Linked DNA regions of Sus scrofa: region 2 is linked to region 1. A link is a contact called in public Hi-C data. All regions are on one chromosome and are shown on one strand. Each heading gives the region's core, a stretch centred on a gene start, on an enhancer-like site or on the middle of the called end of the contact. The rest is flanking DNA. Distances are from core to core; before and after follow the strand shown.

Region 1 (7,156 bases), core at 3,532-6,031:
AAAAAAAAAAGCAAGTTGTCAGCAACCTTGAAACCTCATAACTGGCTCCCCAATCACTATTTTCTTCCTCCCTTTCAAAGGTTACCACTATCCTGACTCTCACAGTAATCACTTCCTTAATTTTCTTTTTAGTTTCACCAACTAAGCTTGCACCCCTAAATATTAAGCTTTGCCGGTTAAAATAAAATTATCCCGCCCCCCACATTTTTGGACATCTGACTCACAGGAAAATGTTAAAAAGAAAATGGGAGATGAGTTCCCTGGTGGCCTAGCTGTTAAAAATCCAGCACTGTCCCTGCGGTGGCTTGGGTTTGATGCCTGGCCGGATGGATGGATGGATAGATAGATAGATAGATAGATAGATAGATAGATAGATAGATAGATAAAATAGGATCTCTCCACTCAGGTCAAGAAAGAAAACATTTCCATCACTCTAGAGGCCCCGCCCTCCGTGTGCAGTTTCCTATTCACTCTCTCCTCCCTCCCTCCCTCAAAATAATATGCTATTTTCGATATATCTTATCACATGATATCACTTATATGTATAATCTAAACAAATGATACAAATGAACTTACTTTAAAACAGAAATAGGAGTTCCCATCATGGCTCAGCAGTAACAAACCCGACGAGTGTCCATGAGGACATGGGTTCCATCCCTGGCCTCGATCAGAGGGTTCAGGATTCAGTGTTGCCACAAGCTGTGGTGTAGATGCGGCTTGGGTCCTGCGTTGCTGTGGCTGTGGTGTAGGCCGGCAGCTGCAGCTCTGATTCGACCCCTAGCCTGGGGACCTCCATATGCGGTGGGTGCGGCCCTAAAAAAACCCAAAAACAAAACAAACAGAAATAGACCCATAGACATAGAAAATCTATTTATGGTTACCAAAGGGGAAAAGGGGGGCAAGGATAAATTAGGAGTTTGGGATTAACAGATACACACTACTATATATAAAATAGATAAACAACGAGGACCTACTGCATAGCACAGGGAGCTATGGTCAATATCTTATAATAAGTTTTTTTTTTTTTTTTTTTTTGCTTTTTAGGGTCGAATCTGCAGCATATGGAAGTTCCCAGGCTAGGGATTGATTCAGAGCTGCAGCCACTCGCCACAGCCACAGCCACACTGGATCCAAGCCACACTTGTGACCTATGCTGCGCCTTATGGCAACGCTGGATCCTTAACCCACTGAGTGAACCCACATCCTCACAGACACTATGCCTGGTTCTTAACCCACTGAGCCACAATGGGAACTCCTACAACATGCCTTCTTGATTTATCAAATTCCAATCTCATGCAGTACTTTCAATATTTCCCTAGGTAAAGCAAAAAATTAGAAAACATTACCTCCATGTAGTCCCCTACTGATTCTATGCATTATTTAATGTATTTTAAGTCTCTCTACATTTTAATCCCATAAGGCAGTATTTGTTCAGATCTGCCCATTTATTTTCCCATTTCATTACCTTTTGCTCATTTAAAAATTTTTATTCTGCCTGAGGAATATATTAGCATTTCCTTTAAGTACTATTCTGCTAGTGACAAATTCTCTCAGGTTTCTCTTTTTTTGCATAAATCTATCTTCATTCTTAAAGTATATTCCATCAAGCTAATAATTGCTACTGTGAAGGTAACTTGCTTTTATCCCCTGAAATCTTTAAAATTTTTCTATTTGTCATTGGTGTTCGATGGTTTTCCTGACCTGTGCTTAGGTGTGTATCTTTCATTTTTCCCTGCTAGGTGTTTTCAGCTAATGTCTGTTCAAATACTGCTGCGGCTTCATTTTCTCTCTTTTCTTTTTCTGAAACTAAATGTCATCTAGTCACGTTCATACTATCCTGCATGTCTTATCTGTATTTTTCATCTGTTTATATTTCTGTGCTTCATTTTGATATTTTCTTTTGTTTGTTTGTCTCTTTAGGGCCATACCCATGGTATATGGAGATTCCCAGGCTAGGGGTCCAATCAGATCTGTAGCCGCCAGTCTACACTATAGCCACAGCAACACCAGGATCCGATACACGTCTGCGACCTACACCACAACTCATGGCAATGCCGGATCCTTAACCCACTGAGCAAGGCCAGGGATCAAACCCACATCCTCATGGATGCTAGTCAGGTTCGTTAACCACTAAGCCACAACGGGAACAACTGATATTTTCTTAAGACATATCTTTCAGTCTACTATTTAACTGTTAGGCTGTATCTGACCTTTGCTTCAACACATCTGTTGAAGGAGGCAGGACTCCTTTGTCATGGTCTGCCAGCCTGTAAGGCCAAGGGTGGCTGAGGCTTGCTGCATGGAGCCTGGGGGAGAGGAAAGGATGCTTATCCTGGATATCTGGAGTCTGCACTCAAGGCTCTGGGAAAGAGGATGGTGATAAGGCCACAAGGTAGGAGGCTGGGATCTGATGAGGGCAAGTCCCAAGCAGGCAGTTTATAGTGAAGGAAACACATCTCTGTACAAACATGTGGATATAGCAGATCTGGTGGAAAAGTCCCAACCTAAAGCATTGTTACTAGAGAGTAACAATGGCAGAGTCCCATTCTCAGAAGAGTGTTTATTTCAAAGCCCTATCCCCAGGGCATTTACTGAAGAAAAATCATAGGGAATTGCTTAACATCACGGCTACTTGAGGTTGCCAGCATCTGGTACTTGAGTCAGGAGAAAAAGATAATAAAAGTAAACCAATAAATAATAAAATATTGTGAATATCTATTGAAGCAAGTCATCTCTCACTACCCTTATGTTTCAAATTTCTTCATACTATTTTTGCTGTTTATTTTACCATATGAATCTTAAAATTGCTGGCCTAATCAAAAGAAAATCCTCTTGGAGTTCCCTGGGGGCTCAGCAGGTTAAGGATCCAATGTTGTCACTGCTGTGGAGCAGGTTTTATTCTGGCCCGGGAACCTCCACATGCCACAGAGGTGGCCAAACAGAAATAATAATGCTCTTGGTGGTTTGGTAGGAGGAAAAAAATAGTGCATATAATTTGATTGAACACAATGTTGCCTCATGACAAGATCCCCATCGCTGGTCCTGTACTGGAAGTAAAATTTAACTTAGGGAAATGTAACTATTTTATGATATTGAGTAAACTTATCCCAGATCTGGGGATATCATTTCATTTGAGTATTCTTCTGTCTCTCTCTTTAGCAATTAAAACATTTCTCTTTCTATAATGATTTTGATTTTTTCCATTATAGCTGGTTTAGAGTGTTCGGTCAGTTTTCTACTGTACAGCAAGGTGACACAGTCACACATACATATATACATTCTTTTTTCTCACGTTATCATGCTCCATCATAAGTGACTAGATATAGTTCCCAGTGCTACACTGAAAACATTATGTGGTGTTTACCGTTTAAAAAATACATTCCTAGGCATCATTTCCTTTGAATTGTTTTTCCGGATAGGGTCTTCTACCATTATATAGATTTTTCTTTATGCAGCCACACCTGCAGCATGTGGAGGTTTCCTGGCCAGGGGTCAAATCAGAGCTGCAGCTGCCAGCCTATGCCACAGCCACAGCAACACTTGATCCATGCTGCATCTGCAAACTACACTCCACCTTGTGGCATGGCAAGAGAATTAACCCACTAAGTCAGAATGGGAACTCCTACCATTAATATTATTATTATTATTTGCTCTTTAGTGCTGCACTCCCTTCATATGGAGGTTCCCAGGCTAGGAGTCTAATCCGAGCTACAGCTGCCGGATTACACCACAGCCACAGCAACACAGGATCCGAGCCGCGTCTGCAACCTACACCACAGCTCACGGCAACACCAGATCCTCAACCCACTGAGCAAGGCCATGACATTGAACCCGAAACCTCATGGTGCCTAGTTGGATTCGTTTCTGCTGTGCCACGACGGGAATTCCACCTTTATGTATCTTAACTGGTTATTTGCTGCATATATAAAAGCTGGTGATAAATTTATATTAATTTTATACTGTCACAATTAAAATCAGATGTAACAGGCAATGGCTAATTTTTCCTTCTCCTTTCCAATTTGTTAAAACTTAATTATTTCTTACCTTCATTCTTACATATGAACATGCATAAAGACACATTTGGAAAGCACCCATCTACTCTTTTAGTCTTTTAGTTTCTATATTGATCATTCTCTAGTCTTTCAATATAGCAAATTAAGAGATTTCCCAACATTAAAACTTCCTTACATTCCCTGGTCTTGGTGCATCATTCTCTGAATATGCTGCTCTAAATTATGTTAGCTAATATTTGGGGCTTTTACATTAATGTGGCAGGCAACCACATCTGCAGCCTGGGTGCCAATAATCTCTGGCTGAGAGATGCATGAATAAGCAGGAAAATGTGTTCACAGAACCTCACCTAAGGGACGTCCAGAGATGGAGGGTCCTCCAGGGAACTCTGAAGGGTAAGTGAGTGGCCCACAGGGAGGATGGGCGCCAGGCCTACTCCACACTCCAGAGTACTTAGTCATCCCCTCCCCAAATGCAGCGGGATCCACACTCTACACTTGGCGATTAAGGCTCCTCCGAGGTCCCCCTCCCCTCGCCAGTGTCCCGCCGCAGGAAATCTTGGCCCCGCCCCTCATATTCTGAACCCGCCTCCTCGGGCGAGCGCTAACTCCGCCCCCACGCGCCTCTCCACACCCCTCCCCGCCCGCCCTACGCGGGCTCCATCTTGTGCCTGCGCACTACGTGACGCCAGGCACTGTGGGCGGGGCCCGCCGGCGCCGAGCACCGCCCACGGCCCCGCCCGCTCCGGCGGGCCCGCCCCGCCTCCCCGCACACGCACTTCCCGCCCCGCCTCCTCGCCCACCTCGCCGAGAGGCCCCTGCAGCCCAGCCAGGCGAGCGAGGCGCGATGGACGGCCGGGTGCAGCTGATCAAGGCCCTCCTGGCCTTACCCATCCGGCCCCAGACGCGTCGGTGGAGGAACCCGATCCCCTTCCCCGAGACGTTTGACGGCGACACCGACCGGCTCCCGGAGTTTATCGTGCAGACGGGCGCCTACATGCTCGTGGACGAGACCCTGTTCTCCAACGACAGCCTGAAGGTGACGTTCCTCATCACCCGCCTCACCGGGCCGGCCCTGCAGTGGGTGATCCCCTACATCAGGAAGCAGAGCCCCCTCCTCAACGATTACCGGGGCTTCCTGGCCGAGATGAAGCGGGTCTTTGGATGGGTGGAGGACGAGGACTTCTAGGCCGGGAGCCCCTCGGGCCCGGGGGCGGGTGCCCGCGGGAGGGTCCGCTCTGCCCGTCGCCCAGCCGCGCAGACCGCCGCGGGCGCCCTCCCGCCGCGCCTCCCCCGTCCCTCACCTTCGGGTGGCCGCGCTCTCCCCGCGCGCTCGTGTCCCCTCCCGCGTCGTGCTTGCCTTTGTTCCAGGAATAGCGCTCCAGGTTCCCGCCGCCTCCGCCGCCTCCAGGCCTGGTGCGGACCGGCCGCCGCCCTCTCGGGCCGGCCCGGCCCCTCCCGTGCACCCTTGGACCCGGTCCTGCGCTCCAGCTGCAAGCCGGGCTCCTGTTACACGCGGGACGGACCACCTGCAGCCCGGCGCCCGCCGACCGCCGGCGCCTGGCCGGACTCCCAGGCCGGCATCCGGGTGCCCAGAGACCTGCGCTGCCGCTGCCGTGCCCCCACCGTCCACCGCATCGCTCCCGCCGACGCCCTGCAGCCTTCGGGGATCTGGACTCACCACCACCCCCCGGGGGGGTGGGGTGCCTGAGCCGCTCACTGCCCCCCGAGACGATGATTGCAACAGCTCTCCACCGCCGCGGAGGGGCCGGCCAGCCTTTCACCGTCAGCGGGGCCCACTCCCTCCCTACTCCCAGAGACATCTCCTGCTCCCGCTCCCGCTCCCGCTCTTGCTCCTGCTCCTGGCAGCCACGTCGAGTCACTCATTGTCTCCTGTGGACCTGTTAGTTTCGCCCAGAATCCAGTTCTCTTCTGAATTTGGAATATTTTCTTAGTTATGTGTTTGTTGTTCAACAATATAACTCTGATATCCACCCAGCTCCTCAACACTACTTGGAAAAAAGTCTTTTCTTATTTTCAATAAATGTCAGACACTATTTAAAAAGAAAATTGAGTCTCAATGAATATGGTGCTTCTCCTTCCCCATTCATGTAAAAGCAGTCCGGAAGTCATGGATGTCCCTCGCCCTTCCCTGGGTGATGTTAGAGGCACTCTCCGCTCTGTTGACTCTTGCCGATAAAATATCGAAGTCAGAATCCTGAGGTGTTCCTGGCATGGAGACCCCGCTGGCAACCCATTCAATCCCAGATGATAGGTCCTCTAAACCAGTTAGGTTTATCCCAAGCATCTTAAGAAATGGCTCTTTACTTTGGCCAAGGTGATGTTGAGAAGTTCATCCAGGAGGCTTCTCTGAAAAGCTTTCCTCATTTCCAAAAATCCATTTGAAAGCACCCAAATTGTCCCAAACTGTTAATCCAACACAGATGGTGAATAATGTCAAAGTTTTATTTATCCCATTATTCAGGGAGCCAGCGGAATGATACAGGTGCTTTTGAAAAATATTTATAGTACCTTCACTGTGTAGGTAGTGGGGGTGGGGAAAAACACAGAAATGATATTGTTGATACATAAACCTGGTTGATGACCTGTAGGAAAATAAAAGTATAAATTTCCCTAATACGCAAAAAAGGTCATCTCTCTTATCTGCAGTTTAACCTCTTACATTTATAGCACTGTAAAAAGCCTGTGTTCCTTTACCAATTGTTATTTAATGAATTCACATATACCCTGCATCAGATGATTCCCAGGTGGGCTTATGGACAATCCTCTGGTGTGATTTTCAAAGGCTATACAAGCTCATGTATTGTCTCATTTCTAAATTTTGGTGATTTTCCAGAACACAAGAAAGAGGAATAAATAACACCAGTGTTTTTTTCACTTTTTCCCCTCTATCTTTGTTTGAACCAGTATGTTTGGGCCTTTCATATGTTGTAGTTCACAAGGCTGCATTGAGATGGAGATACATTACTTGCATTATGTGTCTTTTTTTGTTCCTCCCAATACTGAAACCACCCTTGACTTGCAATATAGCATGTGATAGGTCAAAGTCTTAGAGTCAGGAAAAATTTGAAGTGCTTAATGAAATGGAGTTTTATGATTCACAGGTTCTTAAAATAACTGAAAGC
Region 2 (7,070 bases), core at 67-2,566, 130 kb after region 1:
GCTGCGGTGCAGGTTTGATCCCTGACCCGGGAACTTCTGCGTGCCTTGAACGTGGCCAAAAATAAAATACAATAAAATATAATACAATGCTTAGTGCCCATGTCTTTTTAAAAAAATGTACACGCTGCCCTCCTTTTAATCCTCAAAACAATCCCAGAAGCCATTTTACCAAAGGGGAAGTTGAAGCCCAAAGGGGAAAGTGACCTGCCCCAGGTCACGGGGTAGTGGACAGAGCCAGGATTCCAGCCCCTTTGATCCGAGCTGACACTGACTCTTGCAGCAGTGGCGCTGCCTCCCTGTGGAAACCCGCAGTCTTCACCTTCTGTGTGCGCCTGGGGGGAAATCGGGAGGATGAAGATTCCAGACTAAATTACAAAGTCACTTGCCCATGTAGGTCTACTCGGATCCCCGCCCCCCAGTCTCCCTCAGTCTGGCAAGTTCTCTCTGCGTGTACTTGAAAAGACTCCCAGCCTCTTGGTGAGATGTGTGTGTACAGCTTCTGCACCCTGCCGTGGATCTCCTGGGACAGAATGGTCAGGAGGCACCCCGACACCCGCAGCCCCAGGATCTGCTCCATGGTGCGCATCTCACAAGCCAAAGCCACCCACCCACCCACAGCAAAGCTCCAGAAGCTGCCTGCCTTGGTTTCTCAGAGACCAGCGGCAGAAGCCACAGAAGTGCAGATGAGAGGCCCCCACGCTGGGCCTTGCTTGGAGCTGCTGGCTCCAGGCGCAGAAGCCACTCTGGTTTCAAAATGAGGACTACATTTTGCTCCTGGAAGCCAGGGTCAAATGCCGACCACCTTGGCCCAGAAACCAGCCATGACAGCTGTGAAAGGCGCCTGGCGCCCCATGAGACAATACACAGAATCCGCAGGAGTCAGGGTGCCCGTGGGTCCATGTCGCAGTCCATGAGCCCAGCTCCAGCCCAAGCGGAGCTATTTCAAGGACTTTGGCCTCTGTGGATTCAGGACTATGGGGCCCCTGCCCCTGATCTCGCTTCCACTAGGGCCTCTGGGAGGCACAATCGCCTGCAGCTCTTCCCGCTCTTTCTTGGACCAACACTAAAGTTTGGCGTCCAAAGACTAAAACAGAAAAACAAAACTATCTCAGGACCAATGTGAGGACTACATCTCCCGAATGACACCATCGCCTCTCTCCTGGTCACAATTCACGGCTGAGTTGGAAAGGGACCACGCAGAAGCGAAATTTGCGGGGACGAGACCAGAGGGGAATCCACTATAAGAGGCGGGGCCATTTGGGCACCGTCAAAGCCGCGAGCGCCCTCTGGTGGCGGCCGAAAGGAGCGAGGAATGCACGAGATCGCTTCATTGAAGGTAGGCTCTTTAAGAAAACACGAGGTACTCAAAAAAGCATGAGCTATTCAAGGCCACTGTGACCCGCGAGCTGAAGGTGAGCGTCAATATTCCAAGAAGGCTTATTAAGTGCGAATCCTGGAGCTCATGCGAGAGTCAATGCGTACGGATGTCCAGAAATCTGAATTTTTAAAAGGTTTTCGCAAGAAATTCTTCTTACGGAGAGGAGTTTGACAATCACTGATGCAGTGGTAACAGATTTAAGGAGTTTCCCCGCTGCTCCAGTTACTCCAGGGATGATGGGAGAGAAGCCCTCGCTAGGATCGAGAACCGGGGCGCAACCCACCCAATCCCCTGGAATTTAAAGGCGCTTAAGACCGGAAGTGGGATCGCTTCCAAAGAGGCCTCCGGCCTGGCAGAGGCCAAGGAAAATCCCAGCCCCTCCCGCGTCAGCGCCTTTGGGGCCGAGATCCCTGGGCGAGTGACGTGGAGCTTGCCGGGAGTTGTAGTCCTCAGCGCGGCCGCGCGCCTGCGCCCTGGGCAGCTGCCCCCGGTGAGCCTGGGAGAGCCGTGGGCGCTGAGGCGGTGAGTCCCGGAGCGGCCAGAGGGCGTGGCCGTCCCTGGGGCGCGGGCGCGGGGAGCGGGGCTCCCATCCCGCTCCGGCTGCGCGAACCCGCCGCCTGCAGCCCCGATCCGGCCGAGGGCGCGGGGAGGAGCGCCGGGCGGCGGGCCCCTGGCCAGCCCGGGTCCCCGCCGCCGCTCCCGGCCACCCGGCCGGGCCTTCCCGGGCTGCTCCGGGGCCGGGAGCGCCCCCCTGGGCGGCGGGACCTCCTCCCCGGGGAGCGCGCTGGGGCCGCGCCGCGGGCATCGGGTTTCCCACCGGCTTGTGGACTTGCCCCCCGTGCCTTTCCCCTCGCCCTCTCCGGACACAGCTCTTCCTGCACGGGCCCTGTGGGCCCGGGGTCATTTCGGGAGGGTTTGCGGAGAAGCCAGGAGCCCCTGGGTGGAGGGAAGCTTTCCTCCGGAAGGGCCGCGGGGCGTGGAGGGGGGCAACCCGGAGGGTCAGTTCCCTGGCCGACGCGGTGGCAGGCTGGGGACCGTCCAGGGAGGGCTGCCCCGCGGGGAGGCTGGAGCGCAGGAAAGGCGGGTCCAGAGCCCCGAGCGGCGTGGTCCCTGCACGCCCCCCAGCGACGGTTAGGTGCCTGTGGGGGGCTGGTGGGGCGGGGCGGGGCGGGGTGGATCGAAGCTCCCTAGGGAACGACCTTTCCTGAGCACCTCCTCGGTGCCAGGCACCCTGCTGTTCCTGTCCAGGCAGTGGGATTCGCCCGCAGGTCCTTCTGTGAAGGAGATGCTGGGATTGTTGGCAGGTTACAGACAGAAGCCCTGGGTGCCAGGGGCCCAGAGCTAGCAGGTGATCGCTAGGTGGTCTGCCGCCAAAGCCCAGGCTACCCTCCGGATAAAGGGTGCCATGGGGACAGTGTCCACTGGGGCGAGGCGGGTGGGATGCTGGGTATGTTTCCGTTGTCCCACTACAAGGAAGAGGACGGGTACAGGGCATCTGGGCCCCTGCGGACAGAGAGGAGCCCTGGCACTGGGCGGGGCCCAGCGTTGAGACCTGCGGGGACAGGCATGGGATGGCCTGTGTGACCTCGGAGATGGCGCTAAGGGCATGTGGGTGTTTTGAGACCTGAGCTGTGCAGGAGTCTCTCGATTCTAACTTCCCGACCACCTCCCTCTGGCGTTTGCTCTGTGGCTTGGGACAAGTGATTCAAGTCCTCCTAAGCCCCAGCTCGGTGCCCTCCTCTGTGTTCCGGGCGCAGTCTGAGAGCCCACCTCCTGACGATGGATGAGGGCGAAAGGAACTCCCGTGCGGGAGGCTCAGACAGTACCTGGCACAAAGCGTGACGCGTGTGATAAATGTCCATGGGTGTTAGGGCAGACCCAACGCCCGCTGACCTGCCCTGTTGCCGTGTCGTTTTCTCGTGAGCAAGTCACTTAGAATGCTGTTGCGGGGCGAGGGGCCCGGTGGTGTTGGCTGAGCTGGCGGTGACCTCCAGGGGAGCGGACTGAGAGGGGTTGGTGGTTTGCTGTCTTTGCAAGGCGTGGGTGGCTCCGGCTAGGATGCCCTTGGCTGAAGGTGGAGGGGGCTGGGGCGACTCAAAGGTAGATGGACTTTCAGGGTTCTTTGCCATCGTGAGTATTGCGCCCCCATTTCTTTTGTGGCCTAGCTCTATGCAGAAACACAGGACCGTTGGAATTAGGCTGAGAGTGGGTTTCAAAGCCAGCACATCTGCAGGGGCTTATCTAAGGCAAGGGGGTTTAGCCTTGGTCGGGGGGGGGGGGGGGGCGAAATTCTGGAACAGAGCTGTCCAGTAGAAGCCTCTGTTCTGATGGCCGCTGAGTACTTGAAATGTGGCCGGGCGCTGAGGTTTTAGTTTTAATAAATTTTGACTTGTGTCCTCGAGAGCCTAGCGGCTCCCATGGTGGACAGCACAGTTCTGGAGGGTCCACGGATGGGCTTGGACGTTTTGTAAACGTTTGGGAAGTTGGGTGCAGAAGTGGATGTCTACCGTATTCTCCTGAAGTGAAGCCATGGCTTCCACCAGATTCTGAAAGCCGCCAAAAAGATTATAAACTGCTGTTTTGGGGCTTTGGAGAAAAGTGAGCGAGTTGAGGGAGGGGAGTGTGCCCTCAGGTAACCACTGCTGTTTCCCCTCTTGTCCTGTCCTCAGCTGCAGGTGGCTCCGCCCAGACGATAACACAAAGAAAGAACTTGCAATCTGCCTTTTCAGGACCCCGTGACATTGTCCACTGCTGGAAGGGGGCGATGGCTGTGGCCCTGGGTTGTGCAATCCAGGCCTCCTTGAATCAGGGCTCAGTGTTTCAAGAGTACGATACTGACTGTGAGGTCTTCCGCCAGCGCTTCCGGCAGTTCCAGTACAAAGAAGCAGCTGGACCTCATGAAGCTTTCAACAAACTCTGGGAGCTTTGCTGTCAATGGCTGAAGCCAAAGATGCGTTCTAAGGAACAGATCTTGGAGCTGCTGGTGTTGGAGCAATTCCTAACGATTCTGCCCACTGAGATAGAGACCTGGGTGAGGGAACATTGCCCAGAGAACAGAGAAAGAGTTGTGTCACTGATAGAAGACCTACAGAGGGAACTGGAAATACCAGAGCAGCAGGTGAGAAAAGAGTTTGGGATTTTGGTCATGAGACCGAGAGACGTAGCGCAGGTGGCTGGGACCAGGTCACACCTTCTGTCCGGTGCCCCAGGATTTGCCTGCAGTGCTTTTCCTTTTTTCCTTCTGCTGGAGTCAGCTAAAGTTTCAGTGATGCTTAACTGTTAAACTCCATGTCTATAACAAATATTTAGGAATGTCCCCTTTCCTATCCCAAGATGAAATTTATAGATAACTCTTTCACTTATATAACTGTTGAGAAAACATCAATATCATATGTGCTCTGTGATCCAAATAGGCGCAAAGCCTCTTCTTACACAACCCCTGAGCTAATGGTTATTAGCTTTTTTTTTTTTTTTTGCTTTTTAGAGCTGCACCCATGGCATATGGAGGTTCCCAGGCTAGGGGTCCAATCGGAGCTACAGCTGCCGGCCTACACCACAGCCACAGAAACCCAGCATCTGAGCCGTGTCTGCGACCTACACCACAGCTCACAGCAACACCTGATCCAAGCCGCATCTGAAACCTACACCACAGCTCGTGGCAACGCCAGATCCCTAACTCACTGAACTCACTGAGCGAGGCCAGGGATCGAACCCGCAACCTCATGGTTCCTAGTCGGATTTGATTCCGCTGAGCCACAATGGGAACTTTGGTTATTACCTTTTTGAAGGATGGTTAAAACAAGAAAAAGAGGCCACAGACCTGTCCAATCTGCAAAGCCTAAAACATGTGCTGTCTCTTTACAAGAAAATGTTGCCAACTCTGAGTCCAGTCAACTCTAGAAGGAATATAAAGAAAAAGGAACATGGATTCTTAGGAAATGATGAGCATTTCAGTACACACATTTTGGGCTTGACGGCACCAAAACTTCAGGAAGTTGTCATTTGCTAGAATCTATGCGTAGATCCACTGGGAAGGTGACAGCCAGAACTTCTCTCTGATATGATACAGTGCAAACACCATGTGCAGTGTCGCTGCTGGTCACATGATTTCTCAACGTGGCCAACCACCCTTGGTCAAGCTGAATAATAAGTAGTATAGTCTTTGATTTCCAAAGCAGTGTTTCCCTAGGAAATTCAAGTCATGCAAAAATATGCAAAAATATTTTGTGTTTATATGACCAACAGGGTGAGGTTCTTGACCGGTTCTTTTTACCTACCTGAACATTTGAGGGAATGCGCCTAAGTTGTTTGGCAGGGGAGGCGGAGCAGTTCTGCCCCGTGAATTGCATGGACTCCCATCGCTGGCTCACCAAATTCCCATAGCCGCCACCTGCCGTCATAGCCGACATGCCCCGTGGGCACTGGTTTCTGTTCACAACCTTTGGGAGGAGGCATGAAGCGCTTCTGGTTGAGCATTAGGGGGGCTCCAGCCTGGTGTGTTAACGGGGCTCAGCAGTCAGCCAGCCTGAACAGCCGTCATCCAGCTTCCCGGCCCCTCTAGGATGAAAGGAGTTTATGCTTTCTCTTCCTTTCTCTCTTTGGTTCATTCTCCCACATGAGATTTTACCTTTGCGTAGTCTGCTTCTTGTGCACTGCCTAGTACTGTAGCCACTAGCCAAGTGTGGCTTTTTTTTTTTTTTTTTTTTTGTCTCTTTAGGGCCATGCTTGTGACATAATGGAAATTCCCAGGCTAGGGGTCGAATCAGAGCCTCAGCTGCCAGCCTGCACCACAGCCACAGCCACGCCAGATCTTTAACCCACTGAGTGAGGCCAGGGATCCAAGCTTCGTCTTCATGGATACTAGTCGGATTCATTACTGCCGAGCCACAACGGGAACTCCAAGTGTGGCTCTGAGTACTTGAAATGTGGCTAGTCCAAACTGAGATATCTGTGAGGATAACACGCACAGCACATTCTGAAAACGTAGTATGAAAAAAAAGTAGGTGCAATATCTCACTAACAATTGTTGATGTTGATTATGTTCTGAAATGATGATATTTTAGATGTATTGGGTTACATATGGCATGTTATGAAGATTGGCTTTACCTCTTTCGTTTTTTGTTTTATATGGCCACTGGAAAATTTAAAAGGACGTGGGTGGCTTGCATTCTATTGCTAGTAGGCAGAGCTGGTCTGGACTTTTAGTGATGGTTCTGGCATTTCTCCCAGATCGATAGGCAGGAAATGCTCTTGGAAGAACTGGCACCAGTGGGAATGGCACACATACCACCACCAAACATCCACCTGGAGTCACCCCCACTCCAAGTAATGGGACCTGCCCCGGAGGTCGCAGTGGCAGAGGCGTGGATCCCACAGGCAGGGCCGCAGGAGCTGAGCTTCGGTGCTGCTGGGGAAGGCCAGCCCTTTCTGGACCCTGGTAAGGCGAGGGTTTTCTTTCCTTTCTTTGATGTCTGCTTTGAGAGCTCAAGAGCTTCAGGGCTGGGGTTGCCTTAGAATACAGATGACCTGATGGAAATGGGCCGCTCTGATGAAGAGGAGAAGGAGAAAACAGCTCTCTGGGAACAGCTGGGCACAAAGCACCTGCCATCAAATGGGATTGAAAACCCCTTAAGCTAATGGCCCTGTTCAAGAACCCTATTTTTCTCTTTTCAGCTTTTTTTTTTTTTTTGTC

What was found. Hi-C and Micro-C count contacts between places; a contact is called where the count stands out from the background.
Region 2: a Hi-C map of skeletal muscle shows a contact between it and region 1, with 2.4 times the contacts expected there. The contact joins the promoter of ZNF449 here to the promoter of LOC100736603 in region 1. A contact is called at or near these places in 2 of 47 Hi-C or Micro-C datasets (liver and skeletal muscle).

The regions. Positions count from the first base shown.
Region 1 is chrX:110,788,417-110,795,572 of Sscrofa11.1, forward strand. It overlaps LOC100736603 (protein FAM127), which reads left to right and starts at 4,782. Exons shown (of 1, transcript XM_021079959.1): 1 at 4,782-6,080. The coding sequence starts at 4,858. The coding sequence ends at 5,199.
Region 2 is chrX:110,926,852-110,933,921 of Sscrofa11.1, forward strand. ZNF449 (zinc finger protein 449) reads left to right here and starts at 1,317. Exons shown (of 5, transcript XM_021080814.1): 1 at 1,317-1,412; 2 at 4,048-4,496; 3 at 6,608-6,815. The coding sequence starts at 4,143.